Linked DNA regions of Anas platyrhynchos: region 2 is linked to region 1. The links are chromatin contacts, called in public Hi-C maps. All regions are on one chromosome and are shown on one strand. The core of a region is the stretch at or near the end of the contact, and the rest is flanking DNA. Distances in the headings are between cores, read along the strand shown. Region 1 holds the start of SESN1 (sestrin 1). Region 2 holds the start of FOXO3 (forkhead box O3).

Region 1 (6,864 bases), core at 3,059-5,558:
GAGATTACTTCAACTAGGTTTTTTAAGCACCTTGGAATGAATTTCATCATGCCCTACCAGATTGAAAAATCTGTTGCTTATCTAAGTAATCTGCAGTTTTCCCCCCCTAATCCAGGCCAAGCACTATTTACCATTTTGTCATGACTTAACTACACTTGCTGGATTAACTATTTCAGAGAATGTTTCAATCACCTCAGCACCATCTCTTAATCCGTAAATCTTTGGATCTTTTCTTCCTTACTTATTTCCAATATGCACCTTATTATGTACAAGCAGAACTGCGACAACCAAACACATCCTAGTGCACTTCACATGCATCTTCAGCAACCTACATTTCCTATTTTCTGTATTTTGCAAGTTTCACATCAATGAAGAGGTCAACAGAGAGCAAAGTTCTTTCACTGCTACTTTTTCCCTTCAAGAGAAGTGTTTAATACTATCAAGTTACTTCTCAAGTACTCTGAGACCAGTTTCTTTCTTCCTTAGATATACCTCCAGTCACACTTCACATGCCAAATTCTGAGTATTTTAACACCTGTGGGTTTTATCCTGCTGTTTTGTCATCTTCCATGCTCTGTGGGCTAATACCTTGTGGTCATTCATGCAGAACCTCGTTTCCATCTATGAATTCTCAGTCCACTCCCTTGTTAATCTAAAAAACTACTTTCATGAATTTACATACCTCAGCAGAGTAGTATGTTCTGCACGGTCTTTCCTAGAAGACGCTGGATGGTTTTAAGAGAATTTAACTAGCAAAACTGATACATTGGATGACTCTTCTCCAGCTCCTGACGTACACCTTATACAAATTCCAGTTACGTACATCTAATTAATGTGACAGAGGCTGAGCAGAACAGTTTTAACAATCACGCATTAAGACCTTCCATTGCTGGCCAGTCCCCACCTATTTGTGTTGGCACGCAGACACCTAGGATACCGGGTGGAAGGACCCACTGTTCTGCAAGGTCATGAGCATTATGATATAAATACGTGCACAATAATATATTTACAGGAAGTCATCAAAAAGCTCTAATAGAGTTGGGGTTTTATCTGATAAATGTTTTTTTGAGATATTTGAAAATGTGAAAACATACGAAGTTGATCTTGTCACTGTTAAAACACTGCAAATGAAATAGCTTTAAAATGTTTAAAGTTTGGTGATAAAGCTGATGATAAAGTGACTTTATCAGCTTGATATCATTAACAAAAGCAAGGAAGCCTAAATTAGAGAAAAGGAGGCCAGTGTGCTGATATTTTCTTTGTAATAATTCTTGCAAAAATAACTTGTCTAATCAGAATGAGAAATCAAATACATTCTCATAGGCTAAAAACCCGTTATTCTATATATATAGATAGTTAGCACCTACACTAAAAAACTCATGGTCCTGCATACAAGTCAGAGAAATAGGAATTAATTTTAAGCAACTGTTTTTACATGTTTTTATACAGACAATACCATTTATTATTCAGAAACAAAAAAGAAAGATGCACGCTTAGGATTCCACTATATTTCCAAGCGATTTTTTTCCAGGAAAAAATAAAAGTCCGTAACAAAGACAGACTCTGAGGATGCCAAGCTAGGATCCTAAAAAGGAGCCATGCTGACATAAGCTGCTGCCAAGCCTGCAGCTTATGCTAGCCACGTAATATATTCTACCAGCCTGCTCCAGACAGAAATCCACAAAAACACTAGCAGCATAGCTGCTTGCACCTAAATAGTCGTTGGTTACCCCACCAGGCAAGAAGGCACCAGCTCCTGAAAGAAATAGCTACCAGGCAACATGGAAAATCCAGGTCTTTGGTTTTCTCGGTGACCTATCCTGAATGCAGAGCAGAACGATGAAGAAAGCACATTTTCCAAATCATTTCATGCAAAAAATTCAGTCTACGTTGGCTACTAGCCTGAGACTTACCATCCTACATGAGGGAGGACAGCAGCACTGCCCATTCCCAAAAGTAAAACCTTTGGGTTCAGAGCTGCCTCCCCCTGCCCTGGGCTCTACGCAGTTAGCTTGGTAGGGAATAAGTTTTAGACAGCGTAATGATATGTATCAATGTGGGCTTAAAGCCTTATCCCAGCACAGGGAGATAGCATTATACAAGTGAATCCTGTAACAAGGATACTATCCTCAGCAGGATTTTGCATTTATAACGTTCCTAAGCTATTTAACTTTAGAAACACTGCTAAAAGTTCTATGGGGTAACTACATTTAATAGTTTGCTTTATCTGCCATCTTCACTGCAGAGATTTGAATAAGATTCCTCTTGGCCATCAACCAAAAACCATTTCATGCCTGACAATAGTCCGCAGCATCCAAAGTAGAATACTTGGATGGGATTATTTCTTCCACAAATGCTTATCCAAAGATTACAACAAACACTTTTATTTCCGAGTACGACAGCCAAGACTTGCCACTCTATAATCATAAAATATTTCTCTTTTAGATCCATGCCTAAGAAGAAAATGAACTTAAGCAAAAAAGTTACAACAGCAGCTTTCAAAGATTTTTTTCAAGTCATGTTGGATTTGATTTTATTTCCTTAACTCATTGTAAACCCTTTGCTGCAGCTTGTGTAAATGCAATGGTTTTCATATCCATGTACCTCTTTCACAACCATGGGATTTGAACTTGGGCTTGCTGCGTGGAGAAGCAGCTGCCTGTTTTCTGTTGGAACTATCCCAGCTATTAGAAAAGCTAGTAACAAAGTTCCTTAGCAAGACTAATAGTTTAACGTGCCAGTAATTTCATGTATGTAAAACTAAAAGAGACTTGGGAGATCAGGTGCCTGACCCCCTCCAAAATTCAGGTCAGAGATTACCACATATTTAGCCTTCGAATGGGCTCTGACAAGTGCTGCCTGCTAAAAGTCAGTCTTCCTCTGGCAGTCTGCTCCAGTGACTGACCACTCTCACTGTAACGGGCCACCTTTCTTCTCAGCTGTATCTTTTAACAGGCAAGATACTGAGGCAAAGGTGGCAGATAAAGTTTTCAACTTCACACTCAAGGTTTTATTGGTTTTGTTGTTGTTTGTTTAAGAGAAACAGTGTGATCCTCAAACCTTTCACATATATACAACATAGATACGCTTACAGCTTTTACTGGTAAAATCTGCCGCAAGAAACATGCCCCATACAGCTCACACTGTATAAATTAAATTATAGCATATTTATTCATCACATTGCATGCTACTGACAAGTCCTACAAAATAAGCCTCTGTCAGCTTCAATAATCCAAACCAAGAATTTCTTTGAACCAGTTCAAAGTAGAACAGAGCTACAAGTTCCTTCAAAGCCTATATATACACACACACAGGGATGTTTTTCTTCCTTTGATTCCCCCATATGAAGACTGTTAAGGTTCAGGGGGAAAAAGCACAATAGTGGGAATCGGGGAGGTAATGCTGAGTACGGCTCTATGCATGTGCTTGTGAGTAAAAGAAATACCTTAATTTCCTTTTCCTACCCTGCAGAAAGCAGTATTTTTAGCAGTGCCCTTTGATGCGAGCGGCACTTCGGGACCTTCGCAAAAACTGCAGGTGAGGGAGCAAATCGCGACGCCAGCGCCTATAATTAGACTGTGAACCGGGGGAAGAGTACAAAGTAACATTTATTTTTGTTAGCATAGCAGGTCTGTAAAGCTAATCCTGCGCTGGCTGGACTCTCGCCTGCTCCTGAGCTGGGAAAGAAAAGAGAAGTTGGGAGATGTTATGCACCGGTGGATGCGCAGACCCAAACCTTTATTGTTTTTGCACTGGGGGTATCCCAGCCCTGTCAGCACAGGCACCCGAGCTGTCAGAGGATCAGGAGAGTTGGAAGGGACCCCCAGGGCTCCCCCAGCCCCCGCAGCCTCGCTGCCGGCCCCTCTCCCCTCACCCCTGCGGGCTCACCTGCACGCCGCTCAGGATGGCCTCGCTCTTTTCCCTCACGTCGCGGAAGGGGCAGCGCTTGGCCAGCAGCAGCAGCCGGGCCAGCACCCGGGGAGCGGCGGCCGCCCCGCCGCGCCGGAGCACGGCTTGCCCGAGGTGCTCCAAGGCGGCGGCGCGGGCGGCGGCGTCGCGGCTGCAGAGCCCGTCCCAGCGCACGTCGCCCTCCCGCTCGTCCATCGAGCCCCCCCCCCGCCGCCTCAGCAGCCCCGCGCCGGCCGCCCCATGGCGGAGCCGCGGCAGCCGAGCCGCCCCTGAGGAGAAGGAGCCCGCGGGGCGCTGCCCGCAGCGCATCGGCGGGGGAGCGGCGCCGCCAACGGCCGCCCAACGGCCGCCCAACGGCAGCCGGCGGCGGGGGGCTTCGCCTCCAGCCGGCCACCACCCCGCGGCGCCGGCGGCTCCGCCCCGCCCCCCGGCGCGGAGGGGAGGGGGCGCCCCGCCCCCAACGGGTGATGGGCGTGCCTGACAGCCAATCGGCTCGCAGCGCTCATCGACGGGGGTCCAATCGGGGAGGGGAGAGGTGGGTATAAGGAGGGGTGTTGGGGGGCGTAGTTCGCCTGGAGGGAGGCGCTGTGCACGTGGTGGGAGGAGGAACTACGTGTCCCAGGAGGCAATGCGAGGTGGGGAGGGGAGGGGGGGCTGGCGGTGCTCGGGGCGGCTCCGCCTCAGCCCCGTTTACCGGTGGGGCGGCCCCGGGGCAGGTCGGGGGGGGGGGAAGTCGCTGTTATTTCTGTGAAGTCGCTGTTATTTCTCTACTAGGGCTTCTAGGGGGTCCTCTTCTTTTCCCCCCAAGTCCAACATTTCAAAACTTCTCGATCTCCGAACAGATAATTCAAAAATAAAAGCAAAAAGCTGGGCGACGGTTAGGAAGAAAATAAAGTTCAGAAGCTTGTGGTGGCAAAAAAATAAATAAATGATAATTATGATAAAATACTGGGCTTTGAGCAACCAGAAAGGTTTATCAAGTAGGTACCTTCAGCCTTTGGTGTAGCCTAAATAAATGCAGGAGCAGGGAAGGCAAACAGCCCATGCTCAAGTCCAGTTGCCTTCTTAAAATTAAAAATAAAAAGTAGTAAAAATTATAAAAAAAAAACCCTCCCTGTGATACTAAAATCAAGCAGCAGGTCCCCAATGTTTTGATGCAGGTGAGGTGCAGGCTGCTGCCCCATGGGCTGCCTTGCCACTGCCCTGGCCACAGGGACTCCTTCCTTCCTTTCTGCAGGAAACAAAATTTTTTGTTTATTTGTTTTTGTTTCTTTTTGATAGTTAATTTTCAGCCCAGTCAGCTCCCTGAGCCGATTTGCCTCCTGGCACGGCTCCTGGTGCTGTCAGGAGCAGGAAGCGTGCAGGCAGGGGCAGAGCCACCCAGGTGCAGCTGCCACCTTGAAGCCACCGTGGCTTGGAGCATGCTGAAGAGCACTTGCAGGTAAATCAGAAACAAGACATTGGCCATATGTGGCCTGGCATAGGTATTTTGCATTTCTGGCATGCATGTTTCCTGCTCTGACATTCAAAACTCAGGCCTGAAGTTAAATACAGACCAAGCAACATCACAGAAATATATAGAAACTCCAACTCCAGGCGCAGAGCTGGGACCAGCTCACAAAACTAGCCATCAACAGCTCCTTTATTTGCAAACAATCTGCTTTCTCCATCAGGCATTCCTTTCGTTTTCCTGGCACAGTTTCTCCAAAGCTTGCAAAACAAGCATCGTTCCATCATTACCTGGAGCTTTCAAGGCAGACCGTTCTATTTTTCCCCATTCCTCCTCTAAAAACCTTTCTGCAGCAAGGCTGAGTTACTATTGTTTGGTGGCGTGAACAGGCCTGGGCTGCTTCACGCAGCTGCTTCCTCTAGGCCTTTGGCACCCTTGTGAACAATATATCTACCAAAATCATCACCACCTGCAATAAATGCGAGACTTTACTTCTCTAAGCACTCGAGGCCTCCACCCATCATAACTGATGGGTTCAAAGAAAATAATGCTGCCAGGGCCTTTTATGTTTTTTTTTTTAATGTTAGCTACCATTCAGCTTCCTGTCCCGTTCTGTTGTCACTCATTACAGTCTCCCAGTTTTCCTGTGAGTAGGCAAGTCACGAATGCTTGCTTTATTTCTATCTAAATCTTGATCTTCAGGGGTTGGATGTACCTTGTTTTTCCCATGGTAAGTTTGTGCTCGCTGGGTGTCTCTGACAACACCTACATACATCAGGGATCAATAAGGTGAAATCGAATCAAAACTGACGCCTTGATGTTAGACTTCAGTAGGGCTTATATTCCCACACTGAACGCTAAGATTGATTGAGAGTCATAGCACTGCCTTTTATCTTTTAGAAGTTGTTTTTTCCACTGGCTGCGAATGAACTCTGGCTACAGGAAACAGATTGTGAAACTGGCTCCAAGGCCTAAACTTCAGATTTCAGCTCTTTGTTTGATAGATTTTAATGTAGCGCTTTGGTAATGGAGATGAAGGTGGCTTTATTTTTTCCAGACCAAATCTCTGCAGTTTTCCGATACCGGGTCAAGCTCCTGCGTGTACTGCAAGACACTGTGGAAATCAAGGTCAAAGGCTACTAGCAGAATTAATCAGAGCCTGAAGTTAGGGGAATGTGTTTGTTTGATTTGTGTGTTCACTGGCTGGAGTTAATATGCTTGTTTTTGATCCCTAAAGAATGGATAAGAGAGAGGCAGAATTATGAAGGAAACAATCTGGCAACCCATCCAGAATTACAGCATTTGAGTTTTTAGAATGATAAGCTGAAGTAAAACAAATCTGTGGCTGTTTTAAACCTCAGTGTTTCCTTCCTTGATTATTTATCAACTTCCTTCTCTTTTAACTGCATAAGGACCTCTATAACAGTATGCAAATCATACCCAAATGCAGAATTATTTTTTTGAAAATATAAAGTAGTTGTATTCATGTCCTCTAAGTTATAAAC
Region 2 (6,864 bases), core at 2,400-4,899, 290 kb before region 1:
TTTGGAGTGGGAACTCTGTCACTGTCTTTGGCAACCCCCTCGTGTCTCCACGGCACCGTTTGGACCCTTGCTCTGTGTCTATCTGCCAGTCAGCCAATCTTTCCCTAATAACTTTGGAGCCCATTAGCCAGTTTTAGCCAAATTGGGCAGAAAAGCTAAAGTCTCAAAGTCTGAAGCTGGCTGGCTCCTAGATGACATTTTCTAATCAGTGCTCAGGTTGCTCTGAATTGGGCGCAAAACCCGCTGCCCTTTGCCCAGCCTGTGTTTAGTAACGAACTGTGGGAAGAACAAAAAAAATAGTCAGAAGTTGCCGATGGGAGGGCTAGGCACAGTTATTGCAGTGGGCACGAAGCCTTTGGAGACCTGGCTGCAGGTGGCTCACAAAAGGGCCCGTTATGTACTTGGTTGTGTGAAGTCCATGCAGACAATGCAGCCATTGTTTAAGGTAACTGCAGTATAACATTGTCTTGCTGAACAGCAGTTACTCTTTACAATGGATGGTGATAAGGGTGAGGAAAAGTTCCAGGTCTGCCCCCCCACCCCAAGGCAACTTTAGCTGTGCCTCCAAGTGTACACCTATGCTTCTGCAATAGCCTGTTTGTAGAAAGAGGCAAAGCCAGAAACGTGACCTGCACTTCTCCAGCTACCAGCCCAGCGGGAATGTAGGTTATGGCAGAAGGAAGGAGTGATCAGATCTGGGTTACTGCTAGAAACTGGTGCACGAACATCTGATGAGAAGCTGACTTTCTGAATCAACAAAATGGAAGACTCGGGAGGAAAACTGAGCTGACAATAGCCTTCTGTAGTCGAACATAAAAGCTTAAAAGACTTAATCTCAACAAAGAAAAATCACTTATAAGGATTGCCACCCAGAGGGTTGTCATAGGACTGCTACTTTCCCCTAGGCACTATGCCATAGGCCCCTCATCTCACGGGTCTTGAATGGTCCATGTGTGACCTGGATAACACACAGCAATGACTCAGCTGCAAAGGAGCTGTGACCCCACTGGATCCATATCGGGTCCTGCCTATGGCATGGAGAACAGCTTTTAAAGGAATACATTACTTAAAAAGGTGTAGGACAGCTTGCCAACACATACATTGTTACGGAGGTCCTTCCTGTGATTCAATGAAAATACATGGTTGCATAGAAGTAACTGAACTCCATTTTCTATCCAAGAAAGTGATTGCCACGCAACTCTCTCTGTAAGAAGGTGGCTGCCTAATCCACCATACTTGATACTTGTTCCTAATGGATACTTGTTCCTAGTATCTGCTCTCCTTACTCAAGTGTATAAAAGGAGGTGCAGAGGAAGACACAGCACTGAAACACTCTCAGTCTAAGTAGGCACAGTAAGTGAGTGAGTTTTTCAGATGGCCTCGGGGCTGGCCTAACTTTATTCCTGTTGAAGTTAGCGATAAAACTCCCATAAACTGAGACTTTCTGAAAATCCCACCCTGGGGGCATTGAAGTACTTAACAGAAGAGACTGGAAATCGTGCAGGTTTTAGATTCAATTTTGATCAGTTTTTATACTTCACTGCAGTGGTCCCAGTCACAGCACAGTGGTAACAACGGGTTCCTCTGTCTTTCCATGTGGCTCGCACACATCTGGTAAGCCAAATGTATAGGAACAATTAAGCTGTGGTTTTAAGCCTGCCTCTAAATGGCACTATAACGCGCACACAAATGCTGCGCGGAGGTATGGGGAACCGGTACAGTGACTTGCACGATTAATGCTGCGTGGCTGCAACACCCGTGGATTTTGAGGAGGAAAGGTAATCCTGCAGTAAAGGGCCGGGGCTGGCACTCGGGAGATCTGGTTTTATTTCTCAGTTCTGACACGGGCTTCCTGTATGACCTCAGCAGAGTCATGTAATTGCTCAGTGCCTCAGTCCATCATCTCTTTAATAGGGTTACTACTTATTTCCTTTCTCCCGCCCTGGCCTGCCTTACTTAGGCTGCAATTCTGTCTGGGAGTGGAGCATTTCTGACCACGTGCAGGGCCTTCACCTAGTACAATGAGCCCTAATGGTGATGCCTGTGCAGTAATGCAATGCCAATTAAATAAATAAATGAAGACGATAATATCATTTAGGACGAGATTTTCAGCTTGTAATCCAGCCCAAGGTCAGAGCACTGCAATTCCCCGGAACCTCGGGACCTGAGGAAACGCTCTGCGGGGAGGTTTCAGCGCCGGCCACACGCAGCCCCGAGCACCGGCAGGTTTTGGGAAAGGCTTTGGTGTCCGGCACAGCTTGGCAGCTGCTCTGGCTCTGCTGCATGTCACAAGCAGGGCCTCCTCGTGGACGAACGAGGTCGTTGGCCAAGCACCTTCCCATCACACACCCTCTTGGTTCGTGACTCTTCAGTGTTACTGTACTCCTCCTCCCCTAGCAGCTGCTAAAAAATGTTCCCAACACCATCAGTAGCTGGTGGTGTCCTTCTGAGGGACCCAGCTGCCTCGCATTCCCGTGAGGGGCCGTGTCGCAACGAGAGCCGCAGCGGGGCACGCGATGTGGTGACCCAAAAGGGAGCTGCAGTGAAAATCATTTCCATGACCCGAACCTGCATTTATTCTGATTAATTCAGTGTCTCCTGCTATATTTAGACAGCTGAGGATTAATTGTATGCATGCTGAAACGCTGTCCCTGGTAATAAAATCACGCTGAACTACTCCTAACGAGTGCCACTTGAATTCGAAGCCTATCTGGAGCCGGAGGGCTGTTGCCCTTACTTAGCAGGACGTGTGAGGCATCCGGGATCAGGGCCTTCCTGCTCTCTAATCGCACCGAACGGTTTTCAAACCTCATCGCTCGTCTGCGATGCCAGATAAATCAGGAATAATTTGTCTAGAAAATAGCAGTTCTATGGAGAAACGCTTCAGAAGCACGCGTGCTTTTTTGTCTGGTGCCCGAGCCGACCCTGTTTTTGCCCTGAATCTAGTCCGTGACGAGGCTGACCCAAGACCGGGCAAGAACTGATAGGTACACGTCGCTATGTTCTGTATTTGTAACGACATCCGTATTAATAGCTCTATATCCTTCGGCTTTGTGGGTCAGCCCTTCTCCCAACCCGTAATTAGCTGCGTCGTCAGGCGAGCTGCTCCGGCGGGCTCTCTGCAACAGCCTTGTGCTCGGGGCAGCGGGACTGCGCGCACGTGGGTGCATGGAAGTCCTGAGAAGTGGCAGGATGAATCGGGCTCCCCAAAATAAAGCTCGCTGCTGTAACTTGTACACCAATTTATGGCCCATGAGGGTGATTTGGAGGGGAAGCAGCGTGGCTGTGGCAGCCAGCGCTGGTTTTCAGTCAGAGCAAGGTGCTGAAGAGGTGTTGGACGTGACGAAAAAACCCAAAGTATGGATTTGCGTCGCTTAAAAACCACAAGAAGTGAGGAATATGGGAATACGGGGTCCCTTGGAGCACCACGCCGCACTCCGCACACCTCAGCACCTCCCACAGCACCCAGCCACTCGGGCCGGCCCCCCAAGCCCCAAAACCTCCCCCAGCTCCCCTCGGGGGACCAGAGGAGGAGCTGGGGGACAGCACGGGGACACGGGGACCACGCAGCGGCCGCCCCGATCCCACCCCGGTCCCTCCCCGCCGGGGCGGCCCCTGCGCGACACCGCCCGTGGGCGGGCCAGGCGGCGCCGTGCGGTTAGGTTGCGGCTCCCTGCGTGCGCCTATAACTTTGTGTTGCTGCCCGTGGTTGTTAGGAGGAGGAGGAGGAGGAGGGATGTGCAAGGAGCCGGCGACCAGCCGAGTGACAGCCTGCTGCTGCTCTTCGGGAGGGCTGCGGCAGCCCGGCTGCTGGGATCGCTCGGCTCTCGCCAGCCGCTCGCGGAGGCTCCGCCGCTTTCGCCTCCTTCGCCTTTAAAGGGAAGGCTCCGAGGAGCCCAAGGCGCAGGAGCAGGAGGAGCAGGAGCAGCAGGAGCCGTGCGGCAGCGCTGCTTTTGCCTCCCCGGCAATCGGGATCGCTGCTGCTGCCGCTGCTGCTGGCGGCGAGGAGGTGGCCGCGGACACCCCCCCCCCCCCCCCCCCCCCGCATCCCCTCCCGGTGCTGCTCTCCCCCGCTGTGCCCGGGCTCGGGGAATGACTTGAGCGAAAAGGGGGGAAAGCTGTCAAGATGGCAGCAGCAGGAGCAAGGAGGTTATGAGCGTGGTGTTGCTGCTGGAACAAAACCCCTGCTCGGCGGCGGCGGCCCTGGGGAGGGCTGAAAGCTTCCGGACCTGTTGGAAGACCGGCGATTTGATCTGCTCCCTGCGAGAAGAAGGATTTAATCGGCGATTTTTTTTTTTTTTAATCGTTATTATTATTTTTTGTTGAAGCCCCCGGGGTGGCCTTCACCAGATTTTGGGGCGGAGGGGGCACCGCAAAGTGACGGGCTCCCGCTAGCATGCACCTGGCCGGCTGCAAAGACTCGGGCTCCCTTTAGGGCGCTCTGAAGAAAAGAGGGAAAAAAAAAAAAAGAAAAAGGAAAAACCACAAAGTCTCGGCTGTACCCCGAAGGCTCCGGGACCAAAGGGGTGTGTGTGTGTGTGGGGAGGGTCCTGTCCTGTCCTGCCCGCATGGAGTGAAGCGCCCCGGGGCCAAGATGGCAGAGGCGTCGCCCCCCGCCCCGCTGTCGCCGCTGGCCGTGGAGCTGGACCCCGAGTTCGAGCCGCAGAGCCGCCCCCGCTCCTGCACCTGGCCCCTGCAGAGGCCCGAGCTGCAGCCCAGCCCCGCCAAGCCCCCGGGCGAGCCGCCCGCCGACGCCGCCTCCATGATCCCCGAGGAGGAGGACGACGACGACGAGGGGGGCGCCTCGGCCATGGCCGTCGGCGGCGGCGGCGAGGAGGAGGCGGCGGCGGCGGCCGCGGTGGTGCCGGAGGAGGCGGCTCGGCTGCTGGCCCCGCTGCCCGGGGGGGGCTCGGAGGGGCCGAGCTCATCCCCAGGGGGTGCTGCAGGAGGAGGAGGAGGAGGAGGAGGAGGGGGGCTCGGTGGGAGCCCGGCGGCGGCGGCGGCGGCAGCGCCGAGGAAGTGCTCGTCGCGGCGCAACGCCTGGGGCAACCTGTCGTACGCCGACCTGATCACCCGCGCCATCGAGAGCTCGCCCGAGAAGCGGCTCACCCTGTCGCAGATCTACGACTGGATGGTCCGCTGCGTGCCCTACTTCAAGGACAAGGGCGACAGCAACAGCTCGGCCGGCTGGAAGGTGAGGGGAAGAAATTGGGGGTCGCCCCGTCGCCTGCCGCGAGTGGGATGTGGCAGCCGGCGTGGGGTTTTGATTAAAAATTGGGTTAACGGGGGTAAAATGGGGTGTGTGGGGGGTGTGGGGTGCGTCGCTGGTGCCCTGTGCAGGTGGTGGAGTGAGGGGAGATGCTGGAGCAGGCTGGTCTGCTGTAGGTGGGGGCGAGCAGGAAGAGGATAAAAAGTGCCCCCAAAAGTCTAAAAAGGGCTTTATTTAAAGCCATAAACATTATTCTCCAAGGCTTGTTGTTTTGAAGTTGCACGCACCGTATTGCTCGCGATTGCAGTGAGCGGAGTTGCTTTCACGCAGCGCCAGCCCTAGTCTCAAAGCTCAGCGCCAGAGCAGCTCCTGTTTCCTTCAAGGAAAAAAAAAAAGCAACAAAAAAAATCACAAAACCACAGCAGCACAGCAAACCCAGCGATCTGCCACACGTGCCCCACAGGCAGCAGAGGGAAACCCGGGGCTTGGCGTCTCTCCGGGACGCTGGCCGAGCCGTGGAGCTGGTGGCCGTGTGGCCACCCCGCACATTGGCTTGGCGTCCCCTGCGCTGACGGTGCTGCTCTCGGGGCTGCTCCTCCCGTGGTGGTGCCAGCCAGCAGCCCGGATCGCTGCTGTTTCAATAAGTGAGCTGAAAAGAAGCCGATGGAGCCCGGTCTGTGGGTTGTTTACCCAGCGCACGCGGCGTGCAGCTGGGGCTTTGCGCTCCTGCGCGCAGCCCGAGGCCTAGCAGCGGCTGGTGCGGCATGCGAGGCAGGCTGCGAGCTCGTCCCGGACCTGCTCCATCCTTCCCCGCTCCCTAGGGCCGTCCCTCGGTGTCCCTGATGCTGAAATGTCAGGTCCACGCAGCCAGGAGGGTGCTGCTGGACGCGGCTCCCGGCTGGGGAGGGAGATCCTGGTGGGATGGAGCCGAGGGATGATGTTCGGGGCATCCGACGGGGAGTGAGCAAAAGGTAAATTGGTGGGGGAGTTTGTTGGTTTTACAGGGAAATCGGCTTTACCCTGCGGATCTCTCAGTCTTTGGAGCAGGGGATAACTTCTGTGCGGCGAATCAGTCAGAGGTATCACGGGGATGAAACATCTCCGGCTGTGCTCGTGCCAGCAGCTCTGTCTCACATTTCGGTTCCCGAGTAGGACCTGCTGTCAGGAGCTGAATTTTGCAGCTGTACGGTTTTTACCTTCCAGGCGGAGCCCTGTAGAGGAAGCATTCTGCTGATGTGCTCATCTCAGGCTTGGGGAGGTACGAGCACAAAGTTTATATCGGTGGCACAGCTGGTTCGAGACAAGGCTCTGAAAAGACAGGGATCGGTCATGCAGCTTTCGCTGCCGTGCGAGGTGCAGGGCTTTGAAGTGACTTTACGAATGTGACACGGATCGTGACAAAGGGTTAAACCTCACCACGGCAGCCCCGGCCTCCTTGAGTAGTTTGGCATCATGTGCAGAGAGAGGCAGGGGCTTTAGCTGTCAGCTGCTGTGACAAATCCTGCTTTTTTTATCTGATCCTTTGAATTTTCAGTAAATACCTGCCTTGAAAGACAACTCACCAGGTTATCAAGCTGGTAGCATTTTGGCTGAATTGGGTGGCAAAACTCCCATTCGCTTCAGCAGAAGCAGGATCCGGGCCGTAACGCCAAGTG

What was found. A called contact is a pair of places that touch in the nucleus more often than the background predicts.
Region 2: a Hi-C map of skeletal muscle shows a contact between it and region 1, with 2.0 times the contacts expected there. The contact joins the promoter of FOXO3 here to the promoter of SESN1 in region 1. A contact is called at or near these places in 2 of 8 Hi-C or Micro-C datasets (liver and skeletal muscle).

What each region holds. Positions count from the first base shown.
Region 1 is chr3:73,266,228-73,273,091 of IASCAAS_PekinDuck_T2T, reverse strand. It overlaps SESN1 (sestrin 1), which reads right to left and starts at 4,308. Exons shown (of 12, transcript XM_038175890.2): 1 at 3,889-4,308. The coding sequence starts at 4,218. It overlaps CEP57L1 (centrosomal protein 57 like 1), which reads left to right and starts at 4,304. Exons shown (of 11, transcript XM_072036121.1): 1 at 4,304-4,444.
Region 2 is chr3:73,557,289-73,564,152 of IASCAAS_PekinDuck_T2T, reverse strand. FOXO3 (forkhead box O3) reads left to right here and starts at 3,649. Exons shown (of 3, transcript XM_038176048.2): 1 at 3,649-5,194. The coding sequence starts at 4,595.